Linked DNA regions of Canis lupus: region 2 is linked to region 1. The links are chromatin contacts, called in public Hi-C maps. All regions are on one chromosome and are shown on one strand. The core of a region is the stretch at or near the end of the contact, and the rest is flanking DNA. Distances in the headings are between cores, read along the strand shown. Region 1 holds the start of SKI (ski oncogene). Region 2 overlaps SKI (ski oncogene).

Region 1 (4,330 bases), core at 1,045-3,544:
CCACCTGGGCAGCGGCAAAGCTGAGGGCAGAAATGCCATGGAACACACGTGCACGCGCGCACACGACAGCCCCTCTGAGCACAGGCACCCAGCCCCTCCATCCCCAGCCCCTCCTCTGCTCACCGAGACTCTGACACTCCGCTGGAGGGGCGCCCAGAGAAAACCGGGCGGGAGCATCTATTCACAGATTTAGAAAAAAAAAAAAAGTTTGATGCAGTAGTTGAATTAATTAGGCCTCCTCAGAATAGCTGAGCCAATGCAGCATTCTGTGTATGCAATTTAATAAGCCTGGATATTTAAAAGAAAAGTTACAAATACTTGGGGAGGGGAAGACACCGAGAAGTTGGTGAAGACCCCAATGAGAGGTTTCACCGTCCAGTCGCCCAGGAGCTGCCCAGCCAGATCACACGGATCACATCCTCCGCCTGGCAAACAACAGAGCCTCGGCCAGTGGCCCTCCCCCGCCCTGCAGCATTTGAGAGAGAGGGAGACAAGGAAACGGGCGTGTCCAAAACAAATCGCAGGCCACGAGCTACTCCTACTCAGGGCCCAGGTGCCCGCTGACCAGGCCCCAAGCCCAGGGCCAATCAGCCCTTGCCCCCACATGGGGGACTCTGGGATTCACACCCTGGCAGGCCCAGGGAAACGCACAGAACTGGAGTCACCGAGTCTCGGCCCCCTGCCACTGTGGCCTGGACACCTGGCTGCATTTCTGAGCCTGTCTCCCAAGACTTCAAGGCACAAACCGGCCCTGCCAGGCCCAGTTCTGTCTGCTGAGGACCACTGGCAGGCACCCTTCTGTGTGCGAGCCTAGGGGCCCACCGGGTCTGCACCCCTCCTCACAGTGGCCCGAGGAAGGCCTAGGCCTGAGGCTGCAGCCTGGGCCCGCCCGGATCTCACTTCTCAGTTCTCTGGGGGCAAGAGTGTCTGAGTATTGGAGCCGAGCCTCCCGCCATTCCTAAGCCCATCAGGGCAATGGCTGTGGGCCTTGGGAATGCTTCTCCAGCCACCAGGCCGAACCCCTAGGGCCCCTGTCCCAAGCAAGCTGGCTCATCACAGGGGTCGAGCAAAAGGACCTTCCTACACAGCCACGACTAGGGAGGGACCCAACACAACCCTGAACTTCCTTAAATCAAATCCAAACCCCAAGACAAGCCCCAAGCTGCACACACAGAGCCCCTGGCCCAGGAGGGCCCCCCAGCCTTTCCCCAGGACCCAGCCCTCCCAGCTTCCAGGCCCTGGGGCCCAGAGCACCCAGCGTCCTCCCATGGCCCCAGCCAGCAGGGTCACTCACCCGGGGCACCCGCCGCTTGTACTTGTTGCCATAGTCAAACTTCTCCTTCACGTCGTCCAGGCAGCGGCCAAGGCGTGCCTGCTCCTCCTTGCCCGTGTAGTCCTGGCTCAGCAGGATGTACGCCCGCCAGTTGGCCGAGTCGAATCCCCAGTGGCAGGTCCGGTTCTCCAGCGCCTTGTGCGAGTGCACGACGAACTTGTGCGGGGGGTACATGAGGCGGCAGTCGAGGCACTGGATGCATGCGGCACTCGGGCTGCTGTAGAGCTCGGGCACCAGCAGCCCCTTGCACTTGCCGAAGCACTCGTGGTACACACGCACGCTGCGCTCGCTGAGCTCCAGGCCCAGCGCCAGACTGGCGGCCAGCTCCTTCTTGCAGGGCGGCGGGTAGGCGCCGCCGTATAGCAGCGCGTTGCACAGGCGCTCGGCGTCCGTCTTGGTGATGAGCCCGCACGAGGGCGCCGAGAAGGGCAGGATGCCCATGACTTTGAGGATCTCCAACTGGTCCGCCGTGCAGCGCGAGCAATAGATGTGCAGCTCGTCGCACACCGAGTTGATCTGCTGCAGCGAGAAGTCGCGCAGCACCGAGTTGAGGATCTGCGGCAGGCACAGGCGCTTCTCGCCGCCCACCACGAAGCACGAGATGGTCTCGCCCTCCAGCACGGTCTCGCAGCGCTCAGTGGAGCGGTCGGACGGCATGAAGAAGGGCCCGGGGAGCACGGGCGGCGGCGGCTGGATGGCTGGCAGGTGCAGCACGGGCGGCGGCTCGGCGGCCGCGGGGACCGGCGCCGGAACGGCAGCCGCGCTGGCCTCCTTGGCGCTCTCCTTCTTGTAGGCCTCCTGCGCCCAGCGCGCCGAGAAGGCGGCCGGGCCGCCCAGCGAGCTCATAGAGCTCAGGTGGAACTGCTCCAGCGTCTTCTGCAGCCCCGGGTGCGGCTGGAAGCCGCCGCGGCCGCCCGCCGCCGCCTCCATGGTGCGCTCCGGCTCCCCGGGCCGCTCCCGCTCCCGCGCGCCGGGGCCCCCGCGGCCCCCGCCGCCGCCCCGCGAGCCCCGGCGGCGCCCCCGGCCCCGGCCCCGGCCCCCCCCCGCCGCCGCCGCCGCCGCCGCCGCCGGCTCCCGGCCGATCACGGCCGAGGCCTCGGCCTCGCCCGGGGGCGCGAAGGGGTAGGCGGGCGGGGCGAAGGGGTCCCGCCGCTGGAGCCCGCCGGCGCCCGGGCCCGGCGCCACATCCACGCGCCCCGCGCCGCGCCCGCCGCCGCCGCCGCCGCCCGGGCCCCCCGCGCGCCCCCCGCGCGCCCCCCGGGCCCTAGGCGCGGGGCATGCCCCTGCGCGCGCCGCCAACGCCAACGCCAACGCTCGCGGGCCCGGGGCTCGCGGGGGGCGCGCGGGCAGGTGCCGGCGCCGCGAGGCGCGAATCGCCGCGGCGGCCGAGGCCGAGGGGCCCGGGAGGAGCGGGGGCGCGGGCGCGGGGCCCGCCGGGCCGTCCTCGCGCGGCGCGCCGCCGCCGCCCCGCTCCTCCCACCGCGCGGCGCCCGCCCGGCTCGTCCCGGCGGCGCTGGCCGGCCGCGTCGCGCCCGCCGCCGGCCGCCCCGGCCCGGCCCGCGCCCACCCCGCCGCCGGCGCCCGGCTCCGCGGCCCGCCCGCCCGCCTGCGCGCGGCTTCCGGGGCGGCGGGAGCGCCTGTGGCGGCGGCCCTCAGAGCGCGGCGGCGGCGGCAGCGGCGGCGGCGGCGGCGGCGGCGGCGGCGGCGGAGGCGCGGGGCTCGGCGCACATCCTCCCGGCGGCTCGCTCCGGCTCGGACTGAGCGCGGAGCGCTGAGCTCACGCCGCCGCCCCGCCCCGCGCCGCCCCGCCCCGCCCCGCGCCGCCGCCCCGCCCCTCGCGCCGTCTGGAGCCGCGCGTCCGCCTCAGCCGAGCGCCGGCCAGGAATGCGACCGCCTCCCGGCCTGGCTCTTCCAAGAACGCGCGCTTCCCCCTCCCCCGCCGCCGCCCCGCCCGCGGCTCGGGCCGACTCGGCCGCCTTCGGGCCGGCCCGCCAGGAACTCGGCTCCGCTCGGCCGCGATTCGGCTCCGCTCGGCCCCGCCCGCCCGGGACTCGGCCCCGCTCGGCCCCGCTCGGCGCCGCTCGGCCCCGCTCGGCCCCGCTCGGCCCCGCTCGGCGCCGCTCGGCCCCGCTCGGCGCTGCTCGGCCCCGCCCGCCGGAAGGGCGCTCGGCGGGGGCAGTGGCGGCGCCCGGGGCCCCCCCTTCCGGCCGAGGCCGCTTCCTGCGCGGCTGGGAAGGCGCCCGTGCTGCCGCCGCCGCCGTCGCCGCCGTCACCGCTGCCGGGCCCAGAAACCCACACGCGGCCCCCGCCACAACCGCAGACCCGCGGAGGGGCGGGCAGGACGGCGGCCTGCGCGGCCTCCACCGCACACCTCGCGGATCCGGCAGGACGGGGACCCCACATAGCGCGCGACCCGGGCCTCCTGGAAGGACGAGGACGCCAGTGGGTTCCCACGCGTTAGGACTGACCCTCCCGGGAGCACCCCGCGCAAGCAGACACGATGCACCGTGTCCCAGGGCTCCCCCGCACGTGCAGGCCCCACACGGCCTCCACCCCACGACCCTGCTCCCAGATCCGGCACCCGGGTCCCCGCACACGGATCCTGCACCCTGGTCCCCGAATCCCACCACCCTGCACCTGGGTCCCCACACACAGATCCTGCACCTGGGTCCCCGCACACGGTGTCCCACTGCAGGACTTCTTGCAGCTCAGGGCAGGGCCTTGGTGCCTGAGCTACACAGCTTCAGTCACTGCCACGGCCAAAGGTGGGGAGGGGGCTGGGGACCCTGGCCCCTTCCTGCCACAGACAGGTGGCCTGACTCTTCTGCTGCAGCCCCTCACCCTGGCCGGAGGGCCGCCCTGCTGTGTGCCCTTCCAGGAACTGGCTGTGTCATGGGGGAGACGCCTGAAGTGCAGGGTGGGAGAAGACCAGGGCTCACAGTGGGACAAGCTGGCTAGGTAGCCCCCACAAGAGGCAGGGTGCCCCCAGGTGAGGCC
Region 2 (4,444 bases), core at 1,482-3,981, 44 kb before region 1:
CCCAGCAGGACATGTGGGGGGCAGGGGGCACGGCTCTCTCACTCTAGCCCGCTCCCTGAAGGAGGGCACTGGGGGCACATGTGTTGCAGGAAGTGACCAAGAAACCACCGAGTCAGCTCCATGCTGTTTCCACTGTTCCGGGTAAGGAGGAAATATACATGCATGTTCAAAGCACAAAACACAACCATGCGACTCCAGTGACCTTGCATCCAAGTTAGTGGCTCTTGAGTTTGCATTTAAAACTGGCACCCCGGGCAGCCTGGGTGGCTCAGCGGTTTAGCTCCACCTTCAGCCCAGGGCGTGATCCTGGAGACCCGGGATCGAGTCCCACATCGGGCTCCCTACATGGAGCCTGCTTCTCCCTCTGCCTGTGTCTCTGCCTCTCTCTATGTCTCTCCCATGAATAAATAAATAAAAATCTAAAAAACAAACAAACAAACAAACCTGGCACCCCATGATATATAAAGATCAACAGTACAACCTGGGGCAGGAATTTAAACTTTCGATTATTCCTTCCTTGAAATGACATTAAATAGCAATACAGATCAGCAGGACGAGTTGAAAGACTGCAAAAAAAGGGAACACGTTTGCATTCTAGTGGCTTTTGCATTTTCCTCCTGCTTCCCAGAACCAGGCCCCAAATGCTCGATTCATACCACCACCACAGATCCTGCAGTCACACCACCTCGGCCATAGCCACACAGTCCCCAAGGAACCCAGGCAGAGGCTTCCCACCGACAGCAGACTCCAGCCAACCCACAGGCATCCGTGAGTGGTACCCCAGAAGCCTCCCAGGCCAGAGCCTGGCAGCTGAACCTCCCCTCACCCCAGACACAAGACCCTGGGGGGACATTTTCTAATCCACTAGACAACAAAATCTTCTGAAGGATGAGTCTTAAGCCCACTTGTTAACACCTTGCAAATGCATGTGGAGAACCAGCTGATGACTGGAGAGTATTCAGTGAAGCCCACAGTCCACCATAGCCCCAGCTCAGGATGCCCAGGCCATTGTTTCCACTGATACTACTCCCCGCCAGCTCTGAAGGGGAGCCGGAGCATGACACACTTCATCAAGCTCAAGACTCAAGAACATTCCAGTGGGACCACAAAGGAATAAAACTATACATCAGCAAGATCAATGTTTTCTGGGGCACCTGGGTGGCTCTGTGGTTGAGCGTCTGCCTTTGGCTCAAGGTGTGATCCTGGGGTCCTGGGATCAAGTCCCAAATCAAGCTCCCCACAGGGACCCTGCTTCTCCCTCTGCCTGTGTCCCTCATTAATAAATACAATCTTTAAAAAAAAAAAAAATAAGAGATTTTCTGTGCTCTAATTAAAGTTAAAAGGAGGGCAGCCCGGGTGGCTCAGTGGTTTAGCACTGCCTTCAGCCCAGAGTGTGATCCTGGAGTCCCACATCAGGCTCCCTGCATGGAGCCTGCTTCTCCTTCTGCCTCTGCCTTTCTCTCTTGAATAAATAAAATCTTTTTTAAAAATTAAATTAAAAAAATAAAATTAAAAGTAAAAATGTTTTTTCTTTTTATCACCAGAAAGGCCTAATCTGGGGATGTATTTGTAAAGAAAAGCATGTGGGGATCCCTAGGTGGCGCAGCGGTTTGGCGCCTGCCTTTGGCCCAGGGTGCGATCCTGGAGACCCGGGATCGAATCCCACGTCGGGCTCCTGGTGCGTGGAGCCTGCTTCTCCCTCTGCCTATGTCTCTGCCTCTCTCTCTTTCTCTCTTTGTGACTATCATAAATAAATAAAATTTTTTTAAAATTAAAAAAAAAAGAAAAGAAAAGAAAAGAAAAGAAAAGAAAAGAAAGAAAAGAAAAAGAAAAGAAAAGAAAAGAAGAAAAGCATGTGTGTTGTCCCTCAACTCCCCTCTCTACACTAGACACTGATGAGGACAGTCTCAGAAAGGACATCTGAGCATGACTCCCACTCCGCAGGCTGCAGGCTGTCAGGTCAACAGGCCCCCAGAGGAGGGCCACATCTGCACCCACCACTACACCTCCAGACCACCTGGGGGTGGAAGGGAACAGAAGGAAACCAACCCAAACCTGCATGGTCAGCCGACACCCTGCCACAGGGCAGGTGCCACATTAGGGGTCTGGGCCCTGGAGGGGCTCTTAGGAGGGGAGATGAGCATGGTGACACACATTGGGCCCCTTACCTTGGCAGTGGCTGTCATGTCCATACATGCAAATGGCCCTGAGCAAAGCACAGTGACCAGAGCCAAGCAAGGAGGCTGAGGCAGGTGGGAAGTGTGTGCAGAAAGGAAGATACTTCTTGCTCATTACCATGGCACAGCAAAGCCCCGACCCTTGTGCAATGATCTCCACTCAGCTGGGCAGTCCCACCAGCAGGAGATGGGTTCCAGGGTGGCTGCCCCCCATTCAGCAGCTGCCTAGGGCTACCCCTCGCCCCCAGGCCAGGGTGGCAAAGGAGGCCAGGGTGTGGAGGAGAGACCGTGTGTGAACTGTGTCCCTGAGCTGCTCCTGGCCATTACAGCAGCTCTAGAAGCGACCACTTTCACCTTCCCAGCCAGGAAGTGGAAATGCGAGGCCAGCCCCGCCCACACGCCTGCTGTGTTTTGCTTTCCCAGCACCCGCCTCCCAGCCGCACACCACCCCCCCAGCTCCCGCCCTGTTTTCTCTCCATAGAAACCGACACAACAGCCCAAGTGGACAGGGGGGGCGCTGCCGGGCCACAGGGCCGCCTCCACTTCCGGGCTGTGGCAAGAAGGCTGGCCAAGGACCAGCAGAGTCACCACTAGTGCGTCCCGAGCGCCGGAGGGTGAGAGGCGGCTCGAGGGTCCTCAGAGGAGGGCGTCCTAGACTCGGACACAGCCAGCAGGAGCTCAGAGGCCAGCACCAAACCACCAGGGCTCAGACCAGCGCACAGAAAAGCAGAGCCACCAGTAGGGGTCCCCAACAATGTGAATTCTCCCTCGGAAACAGACACACAGCATACTCTGCAAAATGCACGTGTCACCCTCACACTTTGGCAAGCTGGGACCAAGTTCTCCAGGGGGATCCAGCCCCTTCTGTCTGAGGTTCAGTCACTGCCAGGTGGGTGGAGCCGGACAGGGGACAAGAGGCTCTGACAGGCCTTGGGCCAGCACTGGTCACGGCTGGGGAGGTGGCTGTGTGGGTCAGAACAGGCCCAGGTGGGCACTGGCCCAGAGGGACCCGGAGGAGAGCCAGGACTGTGTGCGTCACAGAAGCCTCAGCCAGGGGCCCAGAGTGAAGGATTCAGACCACTTTCTCATCTGAAAATTGGGTTGACACAGGCTCTGCTATCTTAGAACAGCCAAGAGCAAAGAGAATGTAGCAGCATTCCTGGAAACCACCAACTCAAAACATGTCCCGCCATACAACAGGAACCACAATGTTTAAAACACAACACCTCCCTAAACTTCAAAATTCTTCACAAAGTGCAAACAGGTTAATAGGTCCAAGACCCCAAGACTCCCTTCCTGATGGCCCAAGGACAGGCTCCCGGCCCCTGCAGGAGAGGGGGGCTGGCAGCAAGCCCCCCCCCCCCCCAGGATGCAGGCCTGGCAGACGGAGGCAGCTTGGCTCAGGGCACCAAGGTATTCACTGAGACTGCCAGGCCAGCGTTCAGTGATATCCCTGCACTGGGAGACCTGGCCCAGCACTTGACCACACACTACCTCACTGGCCTATGCCAACACTAGCCTGGTGTCTGCCCACCCTCCTACCACTGCATGAAGCCAAAGACCACATGGGGAAGGGTGGGGTCTCCCAGGAAAGAATTTGGCAGAGCGGGGCAGCCCAGCTGGAGAGCAAGGCCAAGAGCCCTCCTGCACCTTCTCCTCAGCAGAGGATGAGGGCGACTGGGAGCCCCCGCCGCCCCAGTCCCTGGAATAAAGGGTGGAGGGCTGCGGACAGTGTCAGAGCCAGTGGGCATGGAAAAAAGGGATTTCGGTGGTTTGGGAGAGCCCTACCTACCACAGTCAGCAGAGGCTGACCCTTGACCCCTGGGGTCCAGCCTGGTTCCACCTGAGCACTGACCCTCACTTCCTCTGATATTGTGTTCCAATCATTTAATTAGACAGATTAAGGTCTCTCGGTTTTGTTCTTAAACATTCATATGATAGCCTGTATCCTTGCTGGTTCTGGAGACTACATCTATCTTCAGATGTTAGGCAGTACAGTCTCCCAGAACTTAGGAGGAGCCCTTTCTATGGGCCACCAAGAAAGGCTACACAACCAAGACACACCGCTGATGTTGGTCAGAGGGGTATAACCTGAGGGCATGCTTGTAGGTGGGGACGCGCAGGCCCCTCTTTTGGTGACACGAGGGGCGGCTTCCCAGAGAAGAGGCCATGGGGGGAACTGGGCACACTACACTGGACTGACTCCTCAATGACCAGAAACACAGATGACTAGAGAGTGGGGCAGGGTCACCACTTAATCTGCTTTT

What was found. Hi-C and Micro-C count contacts between places; a contact is called where the count stands out from the background.
Region 2: a Hi-C map of blood shows a contact between it and region 1, with 2.9 times the contacts expected there. The contact joins the enhancer-like site here to the promoter of SKI in region 1. A contact is called at or near these places in 3 of 9 Hi-C or Micro-C datasets (amygdala and blood).

Annotation. Positions count from the first base shown.
Region 1 is chr5:57,619,102-57,623,431 of UU_Cfam_GSD_1.0, reverse strand. It overlaps SKI (ski oncogene), which reads right to left and starts at 2,294. Exons shown (of 7, transcript XM_038537690.1): 1 at 1,295-2,294. The coding sequence starts at 2,263.
Region 2 is chr5:57,663,563-57,668,006 of UU_Cfam_GSD_1.0, reverse strand. The region is part of intron 1 of SKI (ski oncogene); the gene reads right to left. Among named protein-coding and RNA genes, the nearest start is that of SKI, 45 kb to the right of the region's middle. Within about 2 kb of position 2,731, at least 9 of the 20 cell types and tissues checked have an H3K27ac peak or open chromatin away from gene starts, as enhancers often do. A contact at or near this core is called in blood, where this site is marked.